Linked DNA regions of Macaca mulatta: region 1 is linked to region 2. Evidence: chromatin contacts called from public Hi-C data. All regions are on one chromosome and are shown on one strand. Each heading gives the region's core, a stretch centred on a gene start, on an enhancer-like site or on the middle of the called end of the contact. The rest is flanking DNA. Distances are from core to core; before and after follow the strand shown.

Region 1 (4,142 bases), core at 237-2,736, 99 kb before region 2:
CCTAGAGAGAATTAAAAATAAAAATCAGATACTCAACAGAATTATTGTCATACACTCACACCAAACACATTAGTTTATGTGATCATAACCAAGTTTGAATCCTGACTTTTTTCCACTTATTTCCTCTGTAAGACTTCAAAAAGTCACTAAAAAGCCTTAGATTCCTCAGGTACTCTTTAAAGGATAATAGCCACCCATTCACCCCAAGGATTCAATTGGGACATTATAATGGATGATGTGTGTGAACGTAACTTGCAGAATGAAGAGTTAAATGCAATACAAGAGTTGGGTATTTACACTTCTTTTTTTTCTTTTTTCTTTTTTTTTTGAGACGGAGTCTCATTCTGTCACCCAGGCTGGAGTGCAACGGCGCGATCTCAGCTCACCGCAACCTCCGTCTCCTGGGTTCAACCAATTCTCCTGCTTCAGCCTCCCAAGTAGCTGGGATTACAGGCGTTCGCAACCATGCCCAGTTAATTTTCTTTTGTATTTTTAGCAGAGACAGGGTTTCGCCATGTTGGCCAGGCTAGTTTCAAACTCCTTGCCTCAAGTGATCCACCCGCCTCGGCCTCCCAAAATGCTGGAATTATAGGCATGAGGCGCCGCTCTCGGCCTCTAATTCATTTTTAAAATATTCACTGAGCATACTTATGTGTGAGGCACTGTGTAAATACTGGGGAACCGAGCACACAATCCTTTCCCTCTGATGGTTTAACATACAATGGGGGAGAAGATTTTTTAAAAATAATCAACATTACACACATTTAAAAAACTTAAGGTGCTACTAGAAAACATAACAGGAAATAGATCGTTTAGACTGTGACGTCAATGACATAAATACGAGACAATCACGAAAAGAACGGGAAAGAAGCAAATTCCAGGAAAAGCGAACAGGCAGGAAGCTATCTGGCGCACTAGAAGAGGTAAAGTGAACATCATACACAAAGACAGAGAGCATAAATGAGATTGACGAGAGACCGTGTGAGCCACAGGAGGGTCTGATTTTTTTATCCTGTGTGGGATAGGAAACCATAGGACAGTTTTAAGCAGGAGATCACATGTGCTTTTAAGACACCAACAAAAATACACGAAACGCTCATTCGCCGAAGACCAGGTGCTAATCGAGCCTTCGGTATAAACAAGCGCTGAAAAGAAGGAAAACTGACACAAATGAGGCAGGTAATGCTTAGAAGCTGAGACCCGAACACAAGGAATCAGGACAGAGCGGCAAAATTTGGGGCGGGGGCGGGGAGTGTCCTAACCTAAAGCTAGAGGGGAAGCAACCCACCCTCGGAGGCGTCCCCACCGCCCGAGACTGAGCGACAGAGGAGGGTCGGGCGCAGTGGCCCACCTAGGCATGGAAAGGCAAAGGGAATGGGGAAGGGAGGGGGCTCGCCTCTCGGATGTCCTGCTCGGCAGCCAAAAAGCCCTGCAGCTCCACGAAGATCTCGCTCACAGACATGGCGCCGGCTGCACAACAATCAGCCAGTGTAGCAAGGGCGGCCAGGGAAGTGGACGCCGGAGGCAACCAGCGCAATCAATCGCAACGGCCGCCGCTATCGCCGCGTCCCCCCGGTCTTACGCCACGACCGTCGCTGGGGTCCTCCGAGGCCCGCGGCGCGCCGGAGGACGGGCTGTCCGCCGCGCTGCCTGAGGCGCCGTCCGCGAGGCGCGCGTCCAAAGGGCAGAGGAGGAGGAGAGTGGGCGGGGCCTCAGTCTGAGGCCTTCAGACAGGCATCGCCAGAAACAACCTGCGAAGGGGGCCCTCGGAGCACGTGGGCCTCAGGGAGGGCGGGGACGGGCTTGTAGGTGGTGCGGGCGAGCGGGGTTGTTTAGGTTACGTGTGTGTATTTATTTCATACACTACAGCAGTTGGGGGGAAATATTTCACAACGAAAGAGTATGCACAAAAACACAGGTGCAGAAGAACGTAGAGAGAGTGCAGCCTTCGTGAGGAAGTAGGGGGCCGTGCATTTACATTTCCAAAAAAAGGAAAATAAAAGTAACGTATGTAGGACTGTGAGTAGGGAATGGATTGGGAAGGAAAATTTTCTGTGTAAATCTTTTATTTTAATGTCTTCTCTGTATGGCTGTATTCCCTATTTTTAAATTAAACGGATTTTTTAAGCGTGGGCGGTGGGATGTTTCTCTTTCCACTCACACCTTGCCCTAATTCCCCTTCCATGCCCTATAACTGTTTCCCCTTTGTTTTTGAAGAGTTATTTCATACACAAATACTGTGTGTATGTGTTCTTGAACAGTTATTCCATACACAAATACAGTGTGTGTGTGTTGCAGTCTCCAGATGAACTGGAATGATTCTTATCTAAATTATAACTTACTGCTTGCTTTGTGCCTGACGTTATTCTAAACTCTTTATATGAAGGATCATATTTAATTCTCATTATATGAGAAGAATTTCATGTCCATGAAGAAGACAGTAAGACCACTAGCACCTACATTTTTAAAAAATTATCCGCCGGGCGCGGTGGCTCACACGTAATCCCAGCACTTTGGGAGGCCGAGGCTGGCAGATCACGAGGTCAGGAGTTCGAGACCAGCCTGATCAATATGGTGAAACCCCGTCTCTACTAAAAATACAAAAATTAGCCTGGCGTGGTGGTGTGCGCCTGTAATCCCAGCAACTCGGGAGGCTGAGGCAGGAGAATCGCTTGAACCCGGGAGGCAGAGGTTGCAGTTAGCCAAGGTCACACCACTGATCTATAGCCTGGGCAACAGAGAGACTCCGTCTAAAAAAAAAAAAAAAAAAACCCTTTCTTAGCTCCTGTTTGTTCTCCCAAAACCCATTTGTCTGTCTTAAAGAATCCTATTTGTTTTCATACAAACTTTCGTCACCTCTCCCTTTTACCTACTGAGTTAGGCACATAAGCCACTAATTGGTTTTTGTCTTTCTTTGTTTTTTGTGTGGATTTTTTGTTTGTCGCTGTTTGTTTTGTTTTTTGGTAGAGACGGTCTCACTCTGTTGCCCAGTCTGGTCTCGAACTCCTGGGCTCAGGCAGTCCCACCTCAGCCTTTCAAACTGCTGGGATTACAGGTATCAACCACTGCACCCAGATATAAACCTCTAATTTTAACCATTTAGTAGGCTAGCTACTTATTTTGCTAGCTCCAGCATCCATGCAAATAATCCTTTTTTGAGAGTGTTCTATAAAAAGTTTAATTAGACCCTATTAGTTGATGGTGGTGTTGAGTTCTTATATGCCCATGCTGATTTTCTGTTCTGTTAATCTGTCTTTTGTCAGTTTAATTTGCAGGCCCTAGCTGGGCATGGTGGCTCACACCTGTAATCCCACCACTTTGAGAGGCTAAGGAGGAGGATCACTTGAGCCCAAGAGTTCGAGACCAGCCTGGGCAACATAGTGAGACCGCTATCTCTACAAAAATTTTTTGAAAATTGGCTGAACATGGTAGCGCATGCCTGTGGTTCGAGCTACTTCAGAGGCTGAGGTGGGAGGATCACTTGAGCTCAGGAAGCCGCAGCTGCAGTGAGCCATGATTCTGCCACTGCACTCAAGCCTGGGTGACAGAGTGAGACTCTGCCTCAAATAAATAGTTTTTTTGGAGGCCCCCATAAACTGAACAAAATATAACAAAGAGAAAGCTTTTCCTCCCCCAGTACTAGCTTCATAAAGAACTGGAAAGTGTCCCCTTCTGGCCTATTATCTGGAAGAGCTTATGCAGATTGGTGTTTGTTCTTTAGTTGGTAGAATTCTCTGCTGAAACCTTCTCCAGTGAAACCTTCTTTGGAGCTCTCTTTTGGAGAATTTTTATTGCAAATTCAATTTCCTAATAGTCATAGTGCTACTCAAAGTATCTTTTTCTTTAAGAGATGGGGTCTCGCTCTGTCAGCAGGTGATTCTTCCGCCTCAGCCTACCCAGTAGCTGGGACTATAGGCACATGCCACCACAACTAGCTAATTTTTGTTTTTTTTGGTAGAGATGGGGTCTAGCTATGTTGCCCAGGCTAGAAAGTATCTATTTAATATTGGGTGAGCTATGGTAGCTGTGTTTTTTAAAGGAATTGGTTCATTTAGTCTAAGAAGTCAAATTTATTTGAATAGAGTTGTTTATAGTATTTCCTTATATTCGTTTGTTGTTTTCAGGCTCTGTAGTGCCACCCT
Region 2 (4,102 bases), core at 1,161-3,660:
CAGCCTCGGCCTCCCAAAGTGCTGGGATTATAGACATGAGCCACTGTGTCTGGCCCCACAATCTATTAAAATCAGGGCTTTTCTTTTTTTTGTTTAAGACTAGTCAAGTGCAGTGGTGGGAAGTGGAGCACAAGTCGAATAAGGAGTTTGGTCTGTAACTGACAGTGAACAATCACGATAACTTACTATCTCTGTATCAGCCTAAAAGGATCTTGAAGAGTTATTTGTACATTCATGTTCAAAGCAGTATTATTCACAATAGCCAAATGTGGAAATAACACAGACGGTATATACATACAATGAAATATTATTTAGTCTTAAAAGGGAAGGAAATTCTGACACATGCTACAACATGGATAAACCACAAGGAGATTATGCTATGTGAAATATGCCAATCACAAAAAGACAAATACTGTATGATACCACTTACATGAGATACCTAAAGTAGTCAAATTCATACAGACAGAACTAGAATGGTGGTTACCAAGGCTGGCTGGAAAATGAGGAATGAGAAATTGTTTAATGGGTGCGGGCTTTGTTTTGCAAGATGAAAAGAATTCTGGGGACTGGCCGCACAAGGTAAATGTACTTAATACTAACGAATTATTCACTCAAAAATGGCTAAGATGATAAAGTTTGTTGTGTCGATAAAAAAATTTAAAAATCTATTTCACCTTTCTCATGAAATCTTACTTTTTATTTTTCTCTCGTTTCTATTTTTCCCATTTCAGTTAGACTGATCTCTTCATTGTACTTCCAGTATGCCTCTTGAGCCTTTGCACCACGGTGTTTCTTCTCTGGAATGGTCTTTCATTATCACCCATCCATTTTCAAAAGGTTGCATGTGCTTTCGTCCCAAAGACATTACTTTATAGATCCAACCAGGAGTCGCATCCTCCATGTCATCCCTACTCTTTGAAACCACAGACCTCTCCCTTTTCTACACTACACAGAAGGGCCTACACATGGCTTTCATGCTTTAGCTTAGCCTCTCCGACCATACCTCTTAAGACCCTGAGGATCAGGGGGCGTTCTCTCACAGTTCTCCTGCACTTCTCTCCCATCCCAACACATACACATGATACTAGCGAGGAGCTCCGCACACAATCTCCTCCAGTAAAAACGATGCACTAGGCAGTGCATCTCAACACATCAAATTACCGGCGCGCATAGGAGCCTGATGCGGCAAAACTGTGGGTCCTTCGGGATCCTTGAAAGCAGCACTATAATTTGCAGTTTTCTACCCTCCAAAACACTTTCCGGGCCGGATGTGGTGGCTCACTCCTGCAGTCCCAGCACTTTCGAAGACCCAACCAGGCGGGTCACTTGAGGTCAGGAGTTTGAGACAAGGCTGGGAAACATGGTGAAACCCATCTCTACAAAAAAACACAAAAAGTACTTAGGAGTAGTGGTGCGCGCCTGTAATTCCAGCTACTCGGGAGGCTAAGGCAGGAGGATCACGTGAGCCTGGGAGGTCGAGGCTGCAGTGAGCCGTGATCGCGCCCAATGCACTCCATCCAGCCTGGACGACGGCGGTGAGATCCTGTCTCAAAAAAATAAAAGCCACCACTTTCCTACTTATTATCCCAGGGAAACGCACGCGACGGAGGAGCGAAGGAGCGTTTATTTGTGGAGGCGCTCAAGTAAGAAACCCTGCTCGCAGGCCGACTCAAGGCTCTCCGAAGCCTTCTCAGGGCTGTCTCCCCTCCCCAAAAGGTAAAGAACCGTTACAAAGTTTACTTCCGGCACAAGCGTCCGCGCCTGCTCGGAAAAGGGAGAGTGGACGCACAGCTCTGTTACGGGAAGTCGCAGGGCACAATTTCCTTCATTGCAGTCGCCTTGTAGGCGGCCGTACCAACCCAGAAGTGAAAGACCCTTTCCTTCGAGTATCAGACCCCAGACCAAAGGAAGTTCCACTTGGACGACTTTTACCCAGGGTTTCCCGACTTCTCTTTAGCTCTTCCTATCACGCTCCCTGCTTGCTGGTGCATTGTTGCTGTGGCCACTTAGTTCCGACCTTCCTTGTGTAACTCGAGTTTTGTCGCAACTTTCCAAGGGGCCTAACTACACTGGGGGCACCCTTTCCTGAAAAAAACAAAAAAACAAAAAAACAAAAAAACCCCCAAAACCTTTACCCTACGGGTACCCATCAGGGTCAACCAACGTTCTCCGTGAGGGGCAAAGCTCCCGGGGACTTTACGCCCGCGAAGCCTAACACGGCCAGGCCGGCGCGTGCGCGGGGCGTTACCATAGAGAGGCAACCGCCTCTCTGGTATCGGTTTACGCTCTCTATGGTGCAGCCGGGTCGGTGGCGGTAAGAAGAAAAAGGGGGACCGCACTGCGCAGGCGCCCTCGGCGTCTCTCTCGCTCTCGGTCTTTTTTTTTTTTTTTCCTTTTTTTTTTTTTTTTAATCCCCGCACCAAGCGCTTAACCTCATTGGGGTGGAGGAGAAGGCGGCGGCTCTCTGGTCCGCAGCGGCAACAGTAACGAAAAACAGGGCTGTAAGTACCCGGTCAGGGGGTGGAGGGTCAGACCCGAGCCCTCCCGCGGCCCTGGCCCCTCCCGCGCAGTGGCGGGCGCCGGGTCTGGGTGGGGGCGATGTCCAGCGCTGTCATCGGCTCTTGGGTGCACTTTGGGGGGATGGGGCGGCTCTGAGGTGGGAGCCTGGCGAGGAGCGGGATGCGAGGGTTGTTTATCCAACCAGTAGGTCGCTGAACCCCGGCTGCTTTGCAGAGGGAGGGGATCGGCCGTGGGGTCAGTCGGCTTTGTGTGCACCTCTCTGTTTCCCTTTTCCAGACCCCACCCGGGCCCCCTTCCTAAACCGAGTCTCCCGGGCTGGGTGGGAGAAGCCAGCGAGCCCGGGGCGCGTTTGAAAGGAAGGGAGGGGGCGAGGGAGAGAAACCCACAACAACTAGTCATCGGCGAGTGATGGGTGTGGAGAAAGATCCAGAGAGAAGGGGTGCCGGGAGGCGGGCGGCCCGGGCTCCCAACCGGGCCAGACAAAAGCTGCGCGAGCGGCGCCGAGCAGAGCGGCTGGCTTGATGGGATGCACAAGGTCCCCTTGGTCCCCGGGGCCTTCGAAGAGCTTCTTTCTGAAGCTGGGAAAGCGAACAAGTGCTGAGTTAAGCCTGTGCAGACTTCTCAACTTGCCTTTGTTGTTCTTTGGTATTGGCAGAGACGCTCTGACGAAGATGAGTGTGTGATCTTGCACATTAGCCTGGCTAGATACAATGGAGCGAATCGAATTTTGCTTTCCATTTTCCGAGCTGCTGGGATGAGTATGGGGCTTTCCAGAGTTTAAATTATTACATAATATTTTTAAAATAGTTGTTTCTAAAATTAAAAAAAAATTAATGTGGAGTCTGAAAGCACGCTGTGATGAGTTTGCAGCTGGGTGAGTTTCTGTGTAGTGAGGTGCTTTCATTAAATACTGACCATTCGTAGAAACTGTGAGCTCTTTAAACATGATACTTTAATTTGTAGATGTGGCAATGAGAGCTTCAGATTCTCTAGTCCTTTGGGAGACAGTGATGCAGAAGAATCAGAGGCGAGAAATAGTTTCATGCCGTCACGTACCTTGGACCCTATTTGGGTGGCACAGTCCGTTTTCAATTCTGGCATTAGAAATTGTTTTTATTGCTATGATCATTTACGACGTTAACTGATGTCTCGATATGAGGGGTCCTGGACATTGCCTCTGTTTGCTCATCAAGGGAGTGGGAGAATAGCAACATTGATGTAGAGACCAAATAGATAAAAGGTAGCACAATGCCTCAGAGTACTGAATATTATTTATTTTTTACCTTTGTTAAGAAAGATTTAAATTTTGATGATTTGGTTATCTTGTTAAATTGTGTAATACACCTTTTTAGCAGTTGTTACTCAAATCTCAGTTTCTATAATTCATTGTTTATTATGGGCTAGATGGTATTCATTGTTTATTATGGGCTAGATTGTAACACCATTTTAGACTTCTAAAGTTTTAGTTTTTATGAAGGAGTTTTCAGCCATAGCTTTTAATTCTCCCAAGTAAGGTTAACCAAAGTCAGAACTCCTTAGAAAAGACTTTGTTGGTGGTGGAGGTATCAAATATTGTATGTGT

The links. A called contact is a pair of places that touch in the nucleus more often than the background predicts.
Region 1: a Hi-C map of blood shows a contact between it and region 2, with 5 times the contacts expected there. The contact joins the promoter of TSN here to the promoter of CLASP1 in region 2. A contact is called at or near these places in 2 of 14 Hi-C or Micro-C datasets (blood and cortical neurons).

Annotation. Positions count from the first base shown.
Region 1 is chr12:15,713,570-15,717,711 of T2T-MMU8v2.0, forward strand. TSN (translin) reads right to left here and starts at 1,487. Exons shown (of 6, transcript NM_001266679.1): 1 at 1,397-1,487; 2 at 1. The coding sequence starts at 1,462.
Region 2 is chr12:15,812,049-15,816,150 of T2T-MMU8v2.0, forward strand. CLASP1 (cytoplasmic linker associated protein 1) reads left to right here and starts at 2,411. Exons shown (of 36, transcript XM_077956849.1): 1 at 2,411-2,501.